Linked DNA regions of Sus scrofa: all the other regions are linked to region 1. Evidence: chromatin contacts called from public HiChIP or PLAC-seq data. All regions are on one chromosome and are shown on one strand. The core of a region is the stretch at or near the end of the contact, and the rest is flanking DNA. Distances in the headings are between cores, read along the strand shown. Region 1 overlaps PPTC7 (protein phosphatase PTC7 homolog). Region 2 overlaps PPP1CC (protein phosphatase 1 catalytic subunit gamma). Region 3 overlaps CCDC63 (coiled-coil domain-containing protein 63).

Region 1 (2,700 bases), core at 139-2,638:
TTAAGATAATGGTTACATATCTGAAATAGCTGAGCAAAAGGCTGAGAGGAAACTGTAAGGCACAGAAAATTCCTTTAGTGGTACCATTTACAACTGGAAATGTTAAGTTTTACAAAATAGAAAACAGCCAACTAGAAAATATTTATGATTTTTATTTAACATTTTTCTTTTGTCTTTTTAGGGCTGAACCCACAGCATATGGAGGTTTCCAGGCTAGGGGTCTAATTGGAGCTGTAGCCACCGGCCTAGGCCTACGCCAGAGCCACAGCAACTCAGGATCCGAGCCGTGTCTGCGACCTACACCACAGCTCACGGCAATGCTGGACCCTTAACCCACTGAATGAATCAAACCCTCAACCTCATGGTTCCTAGTTGGATTCGTTAACCACTGAACCACGATGAGAACTCCTAAGCTTATAATTCTATAGACTGCTTCTCTAAAGTGAAGAGTTAAGAGAGAAGGAGACAGAGTTAATTCTGGTGTATTTCCCATCATTTAAATGTATCTTTTTATAAAAAAGAAAATTCTTTAATAGCCAATTTTCATTTTTCTAATTAACACATTTTTGTTTTTGTCTTAGTTATTATAATCATATAAAAACAAAACTTTGCTGTACTTGAAAAAAATCATTTTGCTTTTTATTAAATTCAGAATTTTACTTAATAGCTTTATCCTAAGCCAAAAGTTCAAGGAAAAAAAGGTTTGATAAATTGAAATTATGGAAGCTTAAAAATTCTCTTTCCAACTTCGACCTAACTGTGTAGTTGCAAAAGGCTCACCTTGAAAAAGATTCTGAACTAAGCCAAACATTAGCCGGAGTTTTGCCAGCATTATCCATTATCAGCCATCAGCATGAGGCTGCCATTCTCCTTAAACTCTTCCTACCATACTCATCTCCAGATTGACATGCACTTAGTTACAAAACACTTTCCAGAAGAAAGTGATGCCTCCCCCCAAAACACTAAATTTCAATATTAAGTATCAATGAAGAGAAACTGGTAATCTGATTTTATCTAAAAATAGCTGACAGAATTTCAAATACTAAGTAGTACCCAAAGATAAGAGAGCTTTATTTCCTGCATCTTTGATTATCTTGAGGCATTTTACAATCAGCCTCATACTCTCTCTAATGAAGCAAGGTGGTTCTACAGGGTTTGTTTTTCCATCAGTGAAACACATCTCCTATCTATTAGGATGGGTACTTGATAGTGAACTGAAACTTCAGAAGGGAAATTGAGAAGGAATTTGGCTGGCTCACAAGAGTGAATAATAAAAGCAGCAGGAGACCCTCTGTACTCAAGGGATTAGGATATCTGGTCTTACACTTTGTGCAGCAAGTGTTCATCAAATGAGGAACTGGTTAGTCAGTGTCTACTGCAGTGCTGCAGCTGGCTTCTGTTCAGATGCTGAGGCTCTTCTCCAAATACTATAATCTAGTGTTCTCAGAGCCAACCTTCTTTGACTAGAGGCATCACAACATGAAGGAGTATAACTAGAGAAAAATGAGATCAGAGTATAAAACTCAATTTCTATCAAAGGTAACAGATTACACTTGTATCAACAACTCTGAAGCCTCAACTATTTGGGCATTAAGAACATTCCCCCTGTGATTCAGAACTGTGAAATGTATCTGCAGATAATTATCCCAAAGGGAACAAAAAGAAGGATTACTGGAAAACTATATTCAGAAATTGATTTATTCAGAAAAGTATAATTTGCTTTGACTAACACTCCTTTCAGTTCTCTAGAGATGAAATTATATAGATTACAGATGTTCTTCCTCCTTCAACAACAAGTGATATATTCCTTTTGCAAGAAGTTTCCCCAAAGCAACCACTCTACATTAGTCACAATGAAACCTGCGTCTTCTGTTTCTCCAGAGACCAAGTCTATGTCAAGAACTCAAGATCTCTAAGCAGAACAGCTAACTCAAGCTGAGGCAAAAAGCTGAAAGGATGGAAGGAAGAAAGGTTAAACTCTGCAGTAAAATGTATGAAAAGGGAACCCACCTATAAGCAAAATTCAAATTCTGCTAAAGAAAAGGTACTATCCAGGACAAAGCAGGGCTTAAGTGGACCATTTTATGTTCTAGAATTCTAAACAAAATAGACATTCCTTTACAGCTTAGTAAACATTACTTAATAATTAATCAAATTAAAATGCACACACACACACATATACACACTTACATCTACTGTCCAGAATGCTTCTTTAATTAGAGACGGTAATTTCCAGACTATTCTGGGCAGCAGAAAAGAGGATTAGGAAGCAACAGTGTGAAGGTAAAGAAACTCAAAGTCAACCTTTTTTTTTTTTTTTTTTTTTTTTTTGTCTTTCTAGGGTCGCACTGGCAACATATGGAGGTTCCCAGGCTAAGGGCTGAATCAGAGTCATAGCCGATAGCCTACACCACAGCCACAGCCACACCAGATCCAAGCCACGTCTTCGACCTACACCACAGCTCACCGAAACAATGGATCCTTAACCCACTGAGCGAGGCCAGGGATCATACCTGTGTCCTCATGAATACTACTCAGATTTGTTTCCGCTGAGCCACGATGGGAACTCTCCTAAATTCAACCTTTTTAGAAGAAAAATGTTCTTCCTCTAACTTTAGTTCTTCTTGTTTAAATACCAAATATTTAATGTGGAAAGATGTGTTTTGGCTTTAATGTGGCTGCGGACCTTGAGTATCTTAT
Region 2 (2,700 bases), core at 175-2,674, 150 kb after region 1:
CCCCGGCCTTGCTCAGTGGGTTAAGGATCTGGCATTGCCGTGAGCTGTGGTGTAGGTCTCAGACACGGCTCGGATCTGGAATTGCTGTGGCTGTGGCATAGGCTGGCAGCAACAGCTCTGATTACATCCCTAGATGGGGAACCTCTATACCCCGCAGGTGTGGCCCTAAAAAACAAGAAGCAGTTACAGGGAATAATAGTAAGCATAATCTTCAAAGGAAAATACAAAATGGACACATGTATAATACAACAGCAACTGAGATGTTTGTAGAACAAAAAAAATTTTTTTCCAGAGCCACAGTAATTTTTTCTCTCTAGATATACACCTGAGAGAACTCAAGGAAGACTCCCAGTAGAAAGATGGTGGGATCCCTGCTTCACTGCTCAGAAAACCCAGATCATTAGTGATTTCACCACAAGTCAGTCAGAAGCTTGGGCAGACTGCCCAGCAGGAAACTTTGGCTAGGGGCTAGATACTTCTGGTTTCAACCTGAATCTTTTTCAGCAGAGCCCCACACACTTGTAAGTGAATAGCTCACTCTCAGTCTTTTAGGAGAATATGCAATAACTGACTTACACCTATATGGAATGCAGACTATTCTTTCAACATGTTTCTTAAATACCCTACAATTAGCTCAAGGAATAAAATAATAAAAATAGAGACTCTGTCAAAACCCCCTCCTACCAATGGGCAAATACCTGCTCATCTTGGGAGACTGTTTAGGTATCACCTCATCCTGGAAAACCTCTGTCCTCAGTCTCCTATGCATCTCTTCTCCGCTCAAGCAGCCTGCTTTATGCCTCCTGACATGCTCTCACAACACCCCATCACTGCCCAGTGCACACTGTGTACCGTAATTGCCAGTTTGCTTCCACCTACTCACGTGGACCTCTTGGTAAGATGTAAACCCCAGGACCATACCACTTGCTCTGCAGTGTACACACCCATGGCCAGTACATGGTAGGTGCTCAAAATCTGAAGTATGAACAATGTCACAATAAATTCCGTACTGGTGATTTATGGCGTGACAATCAGCATGCATTCCAGACTATATACTTCTGATTAGCAAAAAATAATAAAAATTATACTTATGCTTTAAAATTACAAAGCAATAGTGTCATCTCCCTATAGGCATTTTTCTCATAAAAGTTTCAGTTAATTCTTAAATTTCAAGTTGAAGATAATTCATCAAGTAGAAGATAAAGCTTTCAAAATGGGTCTTGGCAGTCTGAATGAACACTGTAGACATTTCTTAAAAATGGCCTATTAGAGTTCCTGCTGTGCTGCAGTGGGTTAAGAATCTGCAGTGGTTTGGGTCACTATGGAAAATGTGGGTTTCACCCCTGGCCTGGTACAGTGGGTGAAAGGACCAAGTGTTGCTGCAGCTGTGGTATAGGTCACAGTTGCAGCTCAGATTCAATCCCTGGCCCAGGAACTTCCATATGCCAAGTAGCCATTAAAAGGGGGGGGGAGTTCCCCTTGCGGCTCAGTGGTAATGAACCTGACTAATTTCCATGAGGTTCGATCCCTGGCCTCGCTCAGTGGGTTAAGGATCTAGTGTTTCAGTAAGCTGTGGTGTAGGTCACAGATGCAGCTCAGATTCTGTGTTGCTGTGGCTTTGGCAAAGGCCAGCAGCTGTAGCTCCAACTCCTAGACTGGGAACTTCCATATGCTGTGGGTGTGGCCCTAAAAAGACAGAAGGGGGAAGGTGGTTAGCCAACAGCTTAAAAATCTATTTCACTATTTTCAGTGTCCATCAAATAGATTTATTAGTTGTAGCTAACATACAGAACACTCCCTCCCCATGTGCTGGGTACTATGCTAAGAAATTTACATTGCCATTCAGTACTCACAACAATCCATGAAGTTAGGCACTGTCACTTCTCTGTGTTACAGAATGGAAGAGGTTTAGTGATTTGGTCTAAGGTCACAGAGCTTGTAAGGAGGGCACCGGGCCCCAAGTGACTTCTAGGTCTGAAAGTGGTGCTTTCACCACTAGCTCACCCTGCCAAATAAGAATTTGTTCTTTATTAACTTTTAAACGAAAGGAGGTCTGAGAAAGCCTAACACCATATGATATCACTTGCATCTGGAATCTAATATATAGCACAAATGAACCTTTCCATGGAAAAGAAAATCATGGACATGGAGAATAGACTTGTGGTCGCCGAGAGGGAGGGAGTGGGAAGGACTGGGAGTTTGGAGTTTATAGATGCAAACTACTGCATTTGGAGTGGATAAGCAGAGTTCCTGCTTTACAGCACAAGGAGTTGTATCTAGTCACTTGTGATGGAACATGATGGAGGATAATGTGAAAAAAAGAATAATGTACATATGTATGACTGGGTCATTTTGCTGTACAGTAGAATTTGACAGAATACTGTAAAAAAACTAGAATGGAAAAAAATCATACGTAAAAAAATAAACAAAAGGTCCCACTTTGGTCACATTAAAAAATAAATAAAGGAGGTCTTAAAGGAAAAACTACTGAAACTCCAACACAGTCATTGCTCTCTAAGAAAATGTGATATGGGATACACAATCATAAGGTATCCTTACAAATAGGAAGTATTAAATAAAAACTAAATGATGAAATCTGTTCAAGATGATCAACAACCATTTTTACCATGCTTCCAATATTCAACAGAACAGTTGCTGGGCATCTACTACTTGGCAGACCCTGTGTCGGAAGCTGGGGAT
Region 3 (2,700 bases), core at 163-2,662, 260 kb after region 1:
TGCCTAAGGCCCTCTGCCAACAGGGCTTCCTTGACCTTCATCTTGCTCAAATGTCACCTCCTTCAAGAGGGCTTCCCCAGCCACCAAGCTCCCCCATCACAGCACATGTTACATCTCCTCCATGTCCTAGGCCACAATGGTAATTATTGGATTTCTTTTTCTGTTTACTTGAATATCTCTCTCTCTCTGTTCTCTTTGTGGCTGGTTCCTCTGCCAAAAGCTCCATGGAGCAGGGATTTTTTATCTACAGAGCCCAGCACAATGTCTGGCACAGAGCAGGTGCTCAATTTGATACTTGTGAAGTGGGACTAAGGAGGGGAGGTCCCGCTCCATCTCTTGGGAAAGTTTAGCCCCCTCCCCAAGGGGCATGCATACCTCCACCGGGCATGGCTCTGAGCAGCTTCCCTTTCACACTCATGGTGGCCAGCTCTTCCTTTTCCAGCTCTCAAGTCAAAGAAGCACAGGAAGAAGAACAAGGGTGAGAGTTTTGAGAGCTACGAAGTGGCTCATCTCCGGCTGCTGAAGCTGATTGAGAATGGGAACCTGAATCAGCTCATTGAAGAGTTTCTGGCCAAGGAGGAGAAGAACTTCGCTCGGTTCACGTATGTGACGGAGCTCAACAATGACATGGAGACCATGCACAAGAAGACCGAGAGAATCCAGGTTGGGGCACCTCTTCTTTCCCAGGCCTGGGCCCGCCAGCTTCCACAGTGGTCTTCCCCAAATTGGGTTTCTCAGAACATCTTTGAGATGCTCTGAAGAAAAAAAGGGCCTCAAGTCACAAGAGTTTGGGAAACACTATATTCCATGGCATATTTTATAATCCACAGTTTGGTAAACGATATCCATGGCCAGATATGGCCCTTGGCCTGTTTTTGTCTAGTTCATGAGCTAAGAATAGTTTTTGAAGAGTTTAAGGGAAAAAAAAAGGAGTATGCAGGACAGACCACACGTGGCCTATGTAGCCCAAAATATCGACTATCTGGCCTTTGCCATCAAAGCTTGCTGACCCTTATTAAAAAACAGCTTCACAGAATTGAGGAGAGATGGTAAATTGATCTTGGAGAGAGCTGATGTTTTCGAGCATAGAAAAGACTCTGACAAGTCCTGTAGTACAGAAACCATTTACCTTTGTTGAACTCATAATTTCCCAAACTTAATTGGCTCCGCAGGCTACTTACTCCCCAGAACACACATAAACAGCCTTTGGAACTATGCACGGTAGAGAGTCTAAACCCCTTAGTGTGACATTCCAGTAACTTCAAAATTTGACTTTGACCTGCCGCTGCAGGCTCAGCTCCCATCAGGACCCCCAAGGCACTCTTGGCAGCTGCCAGTCCCAGCTGTCCCTGCATCTTCCTCCTCTGAGGCTTTCCTCGTGCTTCTTCCTCCCCCCAACCCCGGCTTTTCTTCTGATGCAATACCGCTCATTAGTCCTAATGCTGCACAAATGTCACTTCCTCTGGGAGTTCACTACTCTTCCCTCTGAGGTCCCTGTGCTCTGTTTATCTGACCAGGGGAGCCCTTCCTTCTGCAGTGTCACCATTTCCTAAATGTGGGGCCATGTGCAAGTAGACAGTAGCTAGCATATAGGTGAAACATTTTAATTTACTAGTAATGAATTCATTGTAATGAGGATTAGGAAAAACATAGCTACCAGAGCATTGTGATTCAATGGATAGGATTCCTTAGGGTGATAAATAATAGTAATAACAATAAACAAATAATGATAAACATAATAAGCAAAATTTGGTCAATTTAAAACTACTACTAATAATAGTGATAGGTAATAATTATACAGGTGGTAATGTGGAAACGGAGATGGTTGTATCAGTTACTGGGACTGTCAAAGGAGATAGATGGCATGCCCAAAATGGGTAAATTGAAGTGAGTTTTTAATTTTAATTTTTATTTATTTTTGCTTTTTAGGGCTGCCCCTGCGGCATATGGAAGTTCCCAGGCTAGGGGTTGAATCAGAGCTGTAGCTGCTGGCCTACACCACAGCCACAGCAACGCCAGATCTGAGCTGCGTCTGCGACCTACACTACAGCTCATGGCAATGCTAGATCCTTAACCCACTGAGTGAGGCCAGGGATTGAACCCATATCCTCATGGATGCTAGTCGGTTTCGTTAACCACTAAGCCACGAAGGGAACTCCTGAGGGGAGGCTTTGTTTTTGTTTTGTTTTTAAGGGACTATTTACAAAGGTCTAAGGGAATTAAGAAGGGAGAATGCAGAACAGCACAGCTGAGCTCCAGAATGGCTGAGGGGAGGGAGCAGTTTCTGGCCTCAGGAGACAGGTGTGTGGGAAAGGCTGTCTGTCCTTCCTGGAGGCCTGTGGCCAAACTAGTGACCAGCCAAGATGGAGGGCAAGTTCTCCCAACCCCACTGTCCAGTCCAGTCTCCAGCCAGGGTCTGCCCTTGGCTGGGCCCAACCTGAGCCAGAGAGCGAGGGGGAAAGGAGCCTGAATGGCCCTCTGTCTCTCTTCTGGAAGCTGATCTTCCAGAGGTTTGGCATATACCTTCTGCATACCCAGAGCACAGAGGAGGCACCAGGAAATGGTTCTCCAACAGTAATTGACCTTGGCCTTCCCAGTCACCTTGAGGCATGTTCCCTCCTTTCTCCTTCAGCCCCAGCCTGTCTCTGGTGTGAGGACAAGTATGTCTGAGGAAGGATGGATAAACTCTCACCATCTCTG

The links. HiChIP or PLAC-seq counts read pairs in DNA pulled down with a chosen protein or histone mark.
Region 2: a contact with region 1 is called in an H3K27ac HiChIP or PLAC-seq map of alveolar macrophages. The contact joins two enhancer-like sites. A contact is called at or near these places in 1 of 47 Hi-C or Micro-C datasets (epiblast stem cells) and 1 of 2 datasets of contacts at active chromatin or transcription factors (alveolar macrophages).
Region 3: a contact with region 1 is called in an H3K27ac HiChIP or PLAC-seq map of alveolar macrophages. The contact joins two enhancer-like sites. A contact is called at or near these places in 1 of 47 Hi-C or Micro-C datasets (epiblast stem cells) and 1 of 2 datasets of contacts at active chromatin or transcription factors (alveolar macrophages).

What each region holds. Positions count from the first base shown.
Region 1 is chr14:31,928,038-31,930,737 of Sscrofa11.1, forward strand. All of the region lies in intron 1 of PPTC7 (protein phosphatase PTC7 homolog), which reads right to left. Among named protein-coding and RNA genes, the nearest start is that of PPTC7, 17 kb to the right of the region's middle. Within about 2 kb of position 1,389, at least 6 of the 83 cell types and tissues checked have an H3K27ac peak or open chromatin away from gene starts, as enhancers often do. A contact at or near this core is called in alveolar macrophages, where this site is marked.
Region 2 is chr14:32,082,462-32,085,161 of Sscrofa11.1, forward strand. All of the region lies in intron 1 of PPP1CC (protein phosphatase 1 catalytic subunit gamma), which reads right to left. Among named protein-coding and RNA genes, the nearest start is that of PPP1CC, 7.5 kb to the right of the region's middle. Within about 2 kb of position 1,425, at least 2 of the 83 cell types and tissues checked have an H3K27ac peak or open chromatin away from gene starts, as enhancers often do. A contact at or near this core is called in alveolar macrophages, where this site is marked.
Region 3 is chr14:32,183,854-32,186,553 of Sscrofa11.1, forward strand. It overlaps CCDC63 (coiled-coil domain-containing protein 63), which reads left to right. Exons shown (of 13, transcript XM_021072528.1): 8 at 443-663. Among named protein-coding and RNA genes, the nearest start is that of MYL2, 28 kb to the right of the region's middle. Within about 2 kb of position 1,413, at least 2 of the 83 cell types and tissues checked have an H3K27ac peak or open chromatin away from gene starts, as enhancers often do. A contact at or near this core is called in alveolar macrophages, where this site is marked.